Regions from separate parts of the Mus musculus genome. Here region 1 is linked to region 2. The links are chromatin contacts, called in public HiChIP or PLAC-seq maps. All regions are on one chromosome and are shown on one strand. The core of a region is the stretch at or near the end of the contact, and the rest is flanking DNA. Distances in the headings are between cores, read along the strand shown.

What was found. HiChIP or PLAC-seq counts read pairs in DNA pulled down with a chosen protein or histone mark.
Region 1: a contact with region 2 is called in an H3K27ac HiChIP or PLAC-seq map of embryonic stem cells, with 8 read pairs. The contact joins the promoter of Epm2a here to the enhancer-like site in region 2. A contact is called at or near these places in 2 of 39 promoter capture datasets (fetal liver and hematopoietic stem and progenitor cells), 9 of 484 Hi-C or Micro-C datasets (the Ba/F3 cell line, the G1E-ER4 cell line, LSK cells and 5 more), 5 of 115 datasets of contacts at active chromatin or transcription factors (bone marrow-derived macrophages, embryonic stem cells and microglia) and 3 of 9 other capture datasets (adipose tissue, liver and pancreatic islet).

Annotation. Positions count from the first base shown.
Region 1 is chr10:11,342,179-11,346,213 of GRCm38.p6, forward strand. Epm2a (epilepsy, progressive myoclonic epilepsy, type 2 gene alpha) reads left to right here and starts at 1,267. Exons shown (of 4, transcript NM_010146.2): 1 at 1,267-1,590. The coding sequence starts at 1,293.
Region 2 is chr10:11,262,249-11,266,609 of GRCm38.p6, forward strand. No RefSeq gene overlaps it. Among named protein-coding and RNA genes, the nearest start is that of Fbxo30, 17 kb to the right of the region's middle. Within about 2 kb of position 1,768, at least 6 of the 459 cell types and tissues checked have an H3K27ac peak or open chromatin away from gene starts, as enhancers often do. A contact at or near this core is called in embryonic stem cells, where this site is marked.

The DNA.
Region 1 (4,035 bases), core at 17-2,516, 79 kb after region 2:
ACTCTGCAAGCAAGCTTTTCTCTTGCAGGGAAGATGCACAGAGGTCTGGAGTTCAGCTCTGCCTCCTGGCTAAGGATGAGGCATGAAGGGGCCCTGTCTAAGAAGCTCTGTTGCTTTTGAGGCCCTCCTGTTTTCCTGCTCAGACTGGTCTCTGAGATACCAGGGATACAAGTTGGCTTTCTCACCTTCGAGTCATGGGGTCAGGGCCCTCTCTGGTTGCTGACTCTCCTCAGTGATCCTAAGATCCTGGGTGTGCTAGGGCACCTGCATCATGGAGAGTTCTCTGGGGACCTTGGGAAGGTCTGCGGAGTTCGTGCCCAAGGTGGCCTGGGGCTCGCACTGACCAGAACGAACCCCAGCCACTCCAGACATTTCTTTATTCATATTAATAACAAGTTGAAGCAGCCTCCTCTGCTCCCAGAGGCCAAATAATGACACAGTTGTTTCTTGACCTAAAGTGCTAATATTTGCAAGAAGCAACTTTTATTTATTTTTCTGTTTTTTTTCCCCAAGAAGAAAATTTAAATAGGTTTTTATCACACACACACACACACACACGCACACACACACACATACACACACACAGTAGCTGGGCACTGGTGATGCAGGTTTGTAATCCAAGGAGCAGAGGCAGGAGAATCTCAAGAGTTTGTGGCCAGTCTGATTTCCACAGTGAGACCTTGTTTCTAAACTTTGTCATCTCACAAACAAGGTTTTCTCTTTTTTTTGATCTTGAGATCAACTTATACACGCTAAAAAGAGGAGGCTGAAATTTTGTTTTTCTCTTTAGTCCCTTTAGGCAAGGGAAAGTATTTTGTGTGTTTGATGAACGCTGGGTTTTTGTGTATTGAGTGGAGGGTCTCTAAAGAACATTATTCATATGTATTATTCCCACGTTATAATCAGAGGCCCATAAGGACTAAATGTTGGGGTGCTTGAATGAGGGTTACAGGTAAATCTTGGATCGGCAACTTCACTGAGGCTGGAGGTTCAGGCTAGACAACTCTTTCTTCCTTTGTTGACTTAGTAAAAGTGATTTCAGATCTCTGGGAAGACGACAGGACAATGTCGGGGTGTCGTTTTCCTCCCTCCTAGGTCCAGTGTGGGTCTCAGCCTCTCGCGAGCCCCGAATGCCCGCTTCCTGCGGCTGCAGCTCCACGGCGCCTGGGAACCCTGATCCCACGGCCGCGTGACCGGGCCACAAACGCGCGGCGCTGCACGTCTCGCGCCGCCCCGGAGCTCGCGCCGCCGCCGCTGCCGCTCGCCAGGCTCCCAGGACTCGGGCCACCGCCATGCTCTTCCGCTTCGGCGTGGTGGTGCCGCCCGCGGTGGCCGGCGCTCGGCAGGAGCTGCTGCTCGCCGGCTCGCGGCCCGAGTTAGGGCGCTGGGAGCCGCACGGCGCCGTGCGTCTCAGGCCCGCGGGTACCGCGGCGGGCGCCGCTGCGCTGGCGCTGCAGGAGCCCGGCCTGTGGCTCGCCGAGGTGGAGCTGGAGGCGTACGAGGAGGCCGGCGGGGCGGAGCCGGGCCGCGTTGACACGTTCTGGTACAAGTTCCTGCAGCGCGAGCCTGGAGGCGAGCTGCACTGGGAAGGTACTGCGCTCCCCGGCCCGAGGCCCGCACCCCGCAGCTCCCCGTGCACCCCGGCCGCGGCCTCGGGGGCGCGCAGCCCGCAGCTCGCGCGCCCCCGCAGCTCCCCGTGCACTTAACTGTTGGCCACCGCTCGCCCACCATCTTGACCCTACCCGGTTGCACAGCGATGCCCTGGTCCGGATCAAGACCCAGTTCCGAGGGTCTCCTGCCTTAGGCCTCTCTCTAATCCACTCCGAAGTGGCCCACCCCACACTACAAGGGGCCGCTTGCTGGAGGGAATTTTCCCTTAGATTTTTGAGACCGAATCGTGGGAAATAGCAAGCTCCTCCCCCAAAGTCAGGTCACCGCGATAGAAGACAATTGAGACATGACTTGATTTCTTAAAATATGTAAAGAGTAATATCGGTTGTAAAGAAATAATAAAAGTAAATAGCCACTTGTGATAGCACAAATCTGTAATCTCAGTACTTGGGAGGTTGAGGCAGGAGGATTGCTGGGAGTTCCCAGCCAGCCAAGGCTACAAAGTGAGAACTTGTTCCACAAAAATATTATAATAAGAATATATGATTGAAAGCAGCATTTCCACCATACAAAACCTAAACATATTGCCTGCATGCGCGCGTGTGTGTGTAACTGTTTGAACAAATATTGTACAATATATAATTTTGAGTATTTATTTTTTCTTTAACAATATTAATATAGCTCAGACTTATTTGCATACAGGTGTGTTTTACTTTTTAAGTGAAAAAAAAAAATACTGTGCAGCTGTTACTGTGCATTAAGGTTCCTTTTGGTTTTCGAGATTCTTGGATTGGAATCCAAGTGCGGTTTTCTTTCTAGCATTTGGAAATGTTTCTGTACAATGGATTTGGACAAGCCAAAATGTCGCCACTTTACGTTTCAGTAAGGAATGTGTTGAAAAATCCGTAGCAGCGTGTCCACCGACCACGCTGGGTGGATCGAGACAGCCTTTTCTGTGAAGGCAATGGGCGTGGTGGCAAACTGAACGTGTGTGGCTCAGTGGTTCTCAGAGTCCCGTGGAGGGAATGAATGCTTCTTGAGAAATTCGTATGGGCAGACAACCAGGCCATTAGCCAGTTCTTGTGGAAAACAAGAATGCAGAATAACAAAAAAACGAGACCCAAGAAAAGCACGTGGTTTACTGGGATCTGTTTATTCCCTTTGCTGGTCTTTTTGGCCACTCTTGGGTTTGATGGTCAGCTAGCACTTCATTATGTCAGATGTGAGAGCTGCCTGCCTTTGGCTGTCCTCCCTTTGCAGTGCATTTCTACTAATGTCACTGTGTCCTTTTTCCACAGTAAAATTACATCTGATAATTTTAATAACGGTGCGTGGTGTACTAGAGCACCCATTTCCAGGTCTCCTCCTTTATCAGCGTTTCTAATACCCCCAAAGTGCTGATGGTTGGGTTGCTATTTCTTAATGCATTCACTTTAACTTGTCTGTTTTCAATTTTTCTGCAGGTTACCACATACATTATATGTAGCTTGCAAAAAAGAGTATCTATTGACACCTACTGGAAATGCATAAAATTAGCAACTGTACATGCTATAAAATATAAAGAATTTAGTCCATTATCCCTGCTGGCTTTAATACCCTTATTTTAAATTATAGATGTGATATTGACTTTTATTTTATAGAGTTCATTTTATCCTATTAGAGACATTTCTTTTTAAAAAAGATTTCTAAAATAATACACACACCCCACTTATTCTCTGTACTCTGACTTGTTTTTTGAGTTAAGTTTCATGTGTTCATGTTCTGTTTTCTCAGTTATCAGGACCTTCTTGTAGATGGGTAGGTTGGTTCTGAGGATTGGAAATTAACAAGGAGATGCTGTCTTTAAGAGCATGGATAACTGTGTGGGAGGGGCTAAACTGTCTAACCCAGGAATATGGTTTGTTAGACCAGGGCAGATTAATGTGAGGCAATGCATGTACAGGTAGCCTGTAGCTGGTAGCATCCCTCCTTCCTCAGCTTCCAGAGTGCTGTGAAAGTTGTGAACCACTGTGCTTAGTACTTTTGCTATTGTCATTGCAAACCAAGACCTTGTACTCGCAGTCAAAAAAAAAAAAAAAAGGAGGCCTGGTATGGTGATGTATGTCTTAAAGCCCAGCACTCAAGAGTTCAAAAGCCAGCCTGGTGTACAAAGTGAGTTCCAGGATATCCAGAGCTACATAGAGACCCCATCTCAAAAACACCAAATTACTAAGTAAATAAAAGGGGGAAAATGAATTTCCAGAAGCAGACTCTGTCTCTGGATGAGTAAAGTCTCATTTCTTCACTATACTATAATACTAGCATTTTTACACAGGAGTACGCACCCAGTCCCCAGCAACCCTGAGCCAAAGAGGTTGGTTTCCTCATTAGCACAGACTAGAAAACCAGAACATAGTGGAGGTTCTTAGACTCTGCTGAGGAAGG
Region 2 (4,361 bases), core at 518-3,017:
GATCAGCCAGGTGAATGCTCTGATGCATTGCTAGTCTATTGTTAAACCCACCACCAGGGGTCCTTTAGTAAATACCTGGTTATGCTATTCCTGTGGGCCTAGTGAAAAACCTGCACCAGGGGAATTCTGTTCTACTAACCTTTTCATGAAACCACAACCCACCTATTTCCTAGGCCATTGTGTATAGGTGTGACTCGGCTATTGTTCTAAGTAATTACTATGTAGACTAGCCCTGAGCTTTTCTAGCTCTGTTCTTTGTAATGCCTGATTATTTTCACTGTCTCTACTAGGGTAAATTTGAATGTTACTGAATAGGTAACATTCTTACTGCATTCCAAGCTCAGGGTCGGCTCAAGGACTTCCTGGGACATTGGAACATTGGTGGAGGCTTAATCTAACTTAGCTATATGTCAAAATCAATCCTTAAAGGCACTTATAATAAAACAATACTGAGAGCACACAGATCCATACACCAGACTAACGTGGGGACAGGCTTGGAATATATGTGCTATGAGAATGCCAAGGTTTCAGGAGGCTAAGTTTCTGTGAAACTCTTCTTCGCCTCAGGACTGCCTCCAGGTTTCTAGGCCATTCACTTGAGCCACTACTGGAGTAGATGTAGCAAACACCCAAACTCCATCAAAAGAAGCTATTTTTCATGTACATATCAGTATCAGTGAACAAGGTGACATAATACACTGAATTTTGAAATAGTTAACCACTTTCAAGAGGAACTAATAATTAATGTAACAAATTTAGTTTGCTACAATATGATGATAAAATTGTTTCATGCATATCTAAGTAAGTTACTGCCAGAAATCCATTGTTCCTGGTTTTGCACATGATCATCCCTCCAGGCCAAACAGCATTCTTTAAGAGTCCAATTTTGCCCAATATCCTAACAGCACTTTTTGACTGCTGACATTTCCTCATAGGAGGAGAGGCAGGAAGGATCATAGAACCCTCACAATAATATCCAGCCATTCCATACTACTTGTTGTACGTAATTCTTCCTTAATTGAATGTGGCCTCAGGGAGAGGTTAGAGTATGTAGTCCAGGGAATGTTGGGTGGTGGTATCCATATATGTAACTATGAGAAAGCCAGGGTCCCTGCTATGTAAAAATTTTCCTGTGTGGTCTTTCATGGGAGAAGACTCATGCCTGCAGGTAACCCCTTACCTGTCCTTTGTTTGTAAGCCCAATCAATGTATTGGTTTCCCAGAGTGGACTTTGATGAATGTGTCTCAGTAAGAAAGCCTTGTTCTTCCAGTTTGAACCTGAACCCAGATCAGACCTGGGGCTCTGCACCCACTCCTCCAACACCCAGAGGGAGCCTGACTCCTAGGTGCTCTGACACACACAGGATCACAGAGGAAGCTCCACTTCCAGGAGATCAGACACACCCAAGATCACTCGAGCTCTGACACACTCAAGATCACAGTTGAGGCCACAACATATTTCCCAATACCCAGAGTGACTGGGACCCTCACAGGAACCAGGTGTTGGAGGCCAGCCTGCGGCTCACAAGAAACGGGGTACACCTGGGAGGTAAGCTGGGACTAAAAAGACAGGGGAAACTAGGCGGTGGAGAGAAAAATGGAGCTAAGTCAAGATTACTGATCAAAGTTCAAATGTTTAATGGCAAATGTGCTTATAAAGTGGGGGAGGCCCATTCCCGCCAATTCATCCTTGGAGCCTGGAACCAGCTGCAAGTGACTTAGGGTATAGTCTCCAGAATAGCTCAGAGGCCTCCCAGCAGGAAGCAGTATCTTGAAGAGGAACAGCTGTGGTGGCTAAACAATAGAGTGATCTAGGGAAGAAGGCTCCACCCTAGGTAATCTCCTTAGTGGCAGCAAGGTCAAGGTCTGGTTCAGCCTGCTTCAGGCTGGAGGGAGGTTACAATTTCCTCCCTGTTATTAATATTAAAAAAAAAAACTGGGCTGAGGCATAAAATTTATTTATGCTCTATAGTCCTGCCTGGGAGTTATGGTGGCTGGCGGATGCGTCTGTCTTAGGAAATCTTAGATCTTCCTGAACCATCCAATTCCATCTTGGAGGTTACATGCAGCTAGTTTTTGTAATATTTCACACAAAACATGGCTCTGTGGTGTGCTATCAACAGCCACAGCCTTTTGACATGTACCTCTGTCTTAGATTGGTATGGTTCCGAGATCTGGGTGCTCGTCATTGACTGTCCGGCCCTCATTAGCACACCTTAACCAGGGAAACACAAACCCCTACACAACTTACACCTACCTGTGCCTGTTGCAAACCCAGGGCTCTGGCTCACCGACCCATTCCTCCAACACCCAGAGAAAGATTGGCACCCAGGAGCTCTGACACAACAGAATCTCAGGCGCTTGGTCAACTAGGATTTCAGGATCTCAGGGGCAGCTTAGACTCCCAGGAGCCCTGACACACCCAGGATCTTAGAATCACAGGATCCTAGAATCACAGGATTACAGAGACAGCTGGACTCTGAGGAGTTCTGACACAACCAGGATCACAGGAAGGACAGGCTCCAGTCAGAGACAGCAAGGGCAGGTAGCACTAGAGATAGCCAGATGGTGAGAGACAACCACAAGAAAAGCAACAGAAACCAAGGTTACTTGGCATCATCAGAACCCAATTCTCCTACTCCTGTATACCCCAACACACTGCAAAAGCAAGATCTGGATTTAAAAATCACATCTCATGACAATGACAAAGGACTTTAAGAAGGACATAAATAGCTCCCTTACACAAATACAGAAGAACACAGGTAGACAGGTAGAAGCCCTTCACGAGGAAACACAAAAATCCCTTAAAGAATTATAGGAAAACACAATTAAACAGGTGAAAGAACTGAACAAAACCATCCAGGATCTAAAAATGGAAATAGAAACAATAAAGAAATCACCAAAGGAGACAACCCTGGAGATAGAAAGCCTCATACTCAATGACAAAAAAACTCATAAAAACCAGAAACTCAAGAACAATCCAGTCCATGTTATACAGATGATTTGAAGAGATACTTATCAAAGAAAATATCCTAGTGGACACATATAAACATGCGCTCATTTTAATTTATTATAGCTTACTTTTGAGAAGCCTATGTCCAGTAGGCCAATGGCCAGTAAATCCCAAAAGAAATGCCTAGGACCTATGTTTTTATTTTTAAATAAATCATTCATTAATCTAAAGCTCTATAGTATTGATTGTACATCAAAATGAACTTGAATTTGAGGATTATTTATATTAATCTAGGGATATTACTATTAGTTTATTCATAAGTCAATAATTTAAGCTATTTTATGGAAAGATACTTTCCTTACTGATTGCTACGTCAAGACAACATGCATATAAATAGTATAACTACTATATTTTCTTACTAATAATTTATTGATTCCACTTAGGAATGGAAATTAGTTTACTATTCCCAATACATTTTTATGTCTGTTGGTAGTTTTGTGACTAAATTATCTCAATTCACATGAGAAGTCTATTATTTATATTGAGATAATTTGCCTTGGGCCGTATATCCTTATTAAATCAAAGATAGGAAGAGATTAGCAGTTATGTAAATATTCCTAATGTTTTTACCTTCTTATTTGTGATTGAGATGTATGAGAGAGAATAAAGATATAATCCAGAAGTAAGCTAGTTTTATTTAATGCTAGCCTATTCCTTATAAAAGGATCAAGCCATTGTCTGGATTATTGTAGTAGTCACTCAATCAACATCTCCTGAATGGACTACTCAGTAGGAGAGTGAAGGGTTCCCTGCCTGTAAATAGATACTCCATATTCTATACCCTTGTTGGAGAAATAATGAATCAGTAAAGGTAATTACTACTTTGAATTGAGAGTTCATAGGGATCTATGTCAATAGAAATGGATTAATTGGGACTCTGAGAATTATTGTTGATTCAATTGTAAGTTTCTAATGAAAATTTGGCTATACAAAAATCTCTGAAAATTAAATATTGTAAACTATCAATTAACAAATGTAACAGTTTTGTTCTTTTAATTGGGAGAATTGTCTCTATTCCTCCTTATTTTTTAAAAGATTATTTTTATGTGTGTATGGGGCTGGATGCACAGGCACCATTTGTATTAGGTGCCCAAGGAGACCAGAAAAGTGTGTCAGATTCCCTAAAGCTGGAATGACATGAAGTTAGAATCAGCCTGGCATTAGTGCTGAGAATTAAACTCAGGTCCTCTGGAAGAGCAGCAAGTGCTCTTAACTACTGAATTATCTCTCCCACCCAAAATTGTATTTCATTTTATTTATTACTATGCATGTATGACATGTATTTGTATACATGCCACGGTCAGAGACAACTTTTAGAAGTTTATTCTCTCCTTCTACCATTATGTGG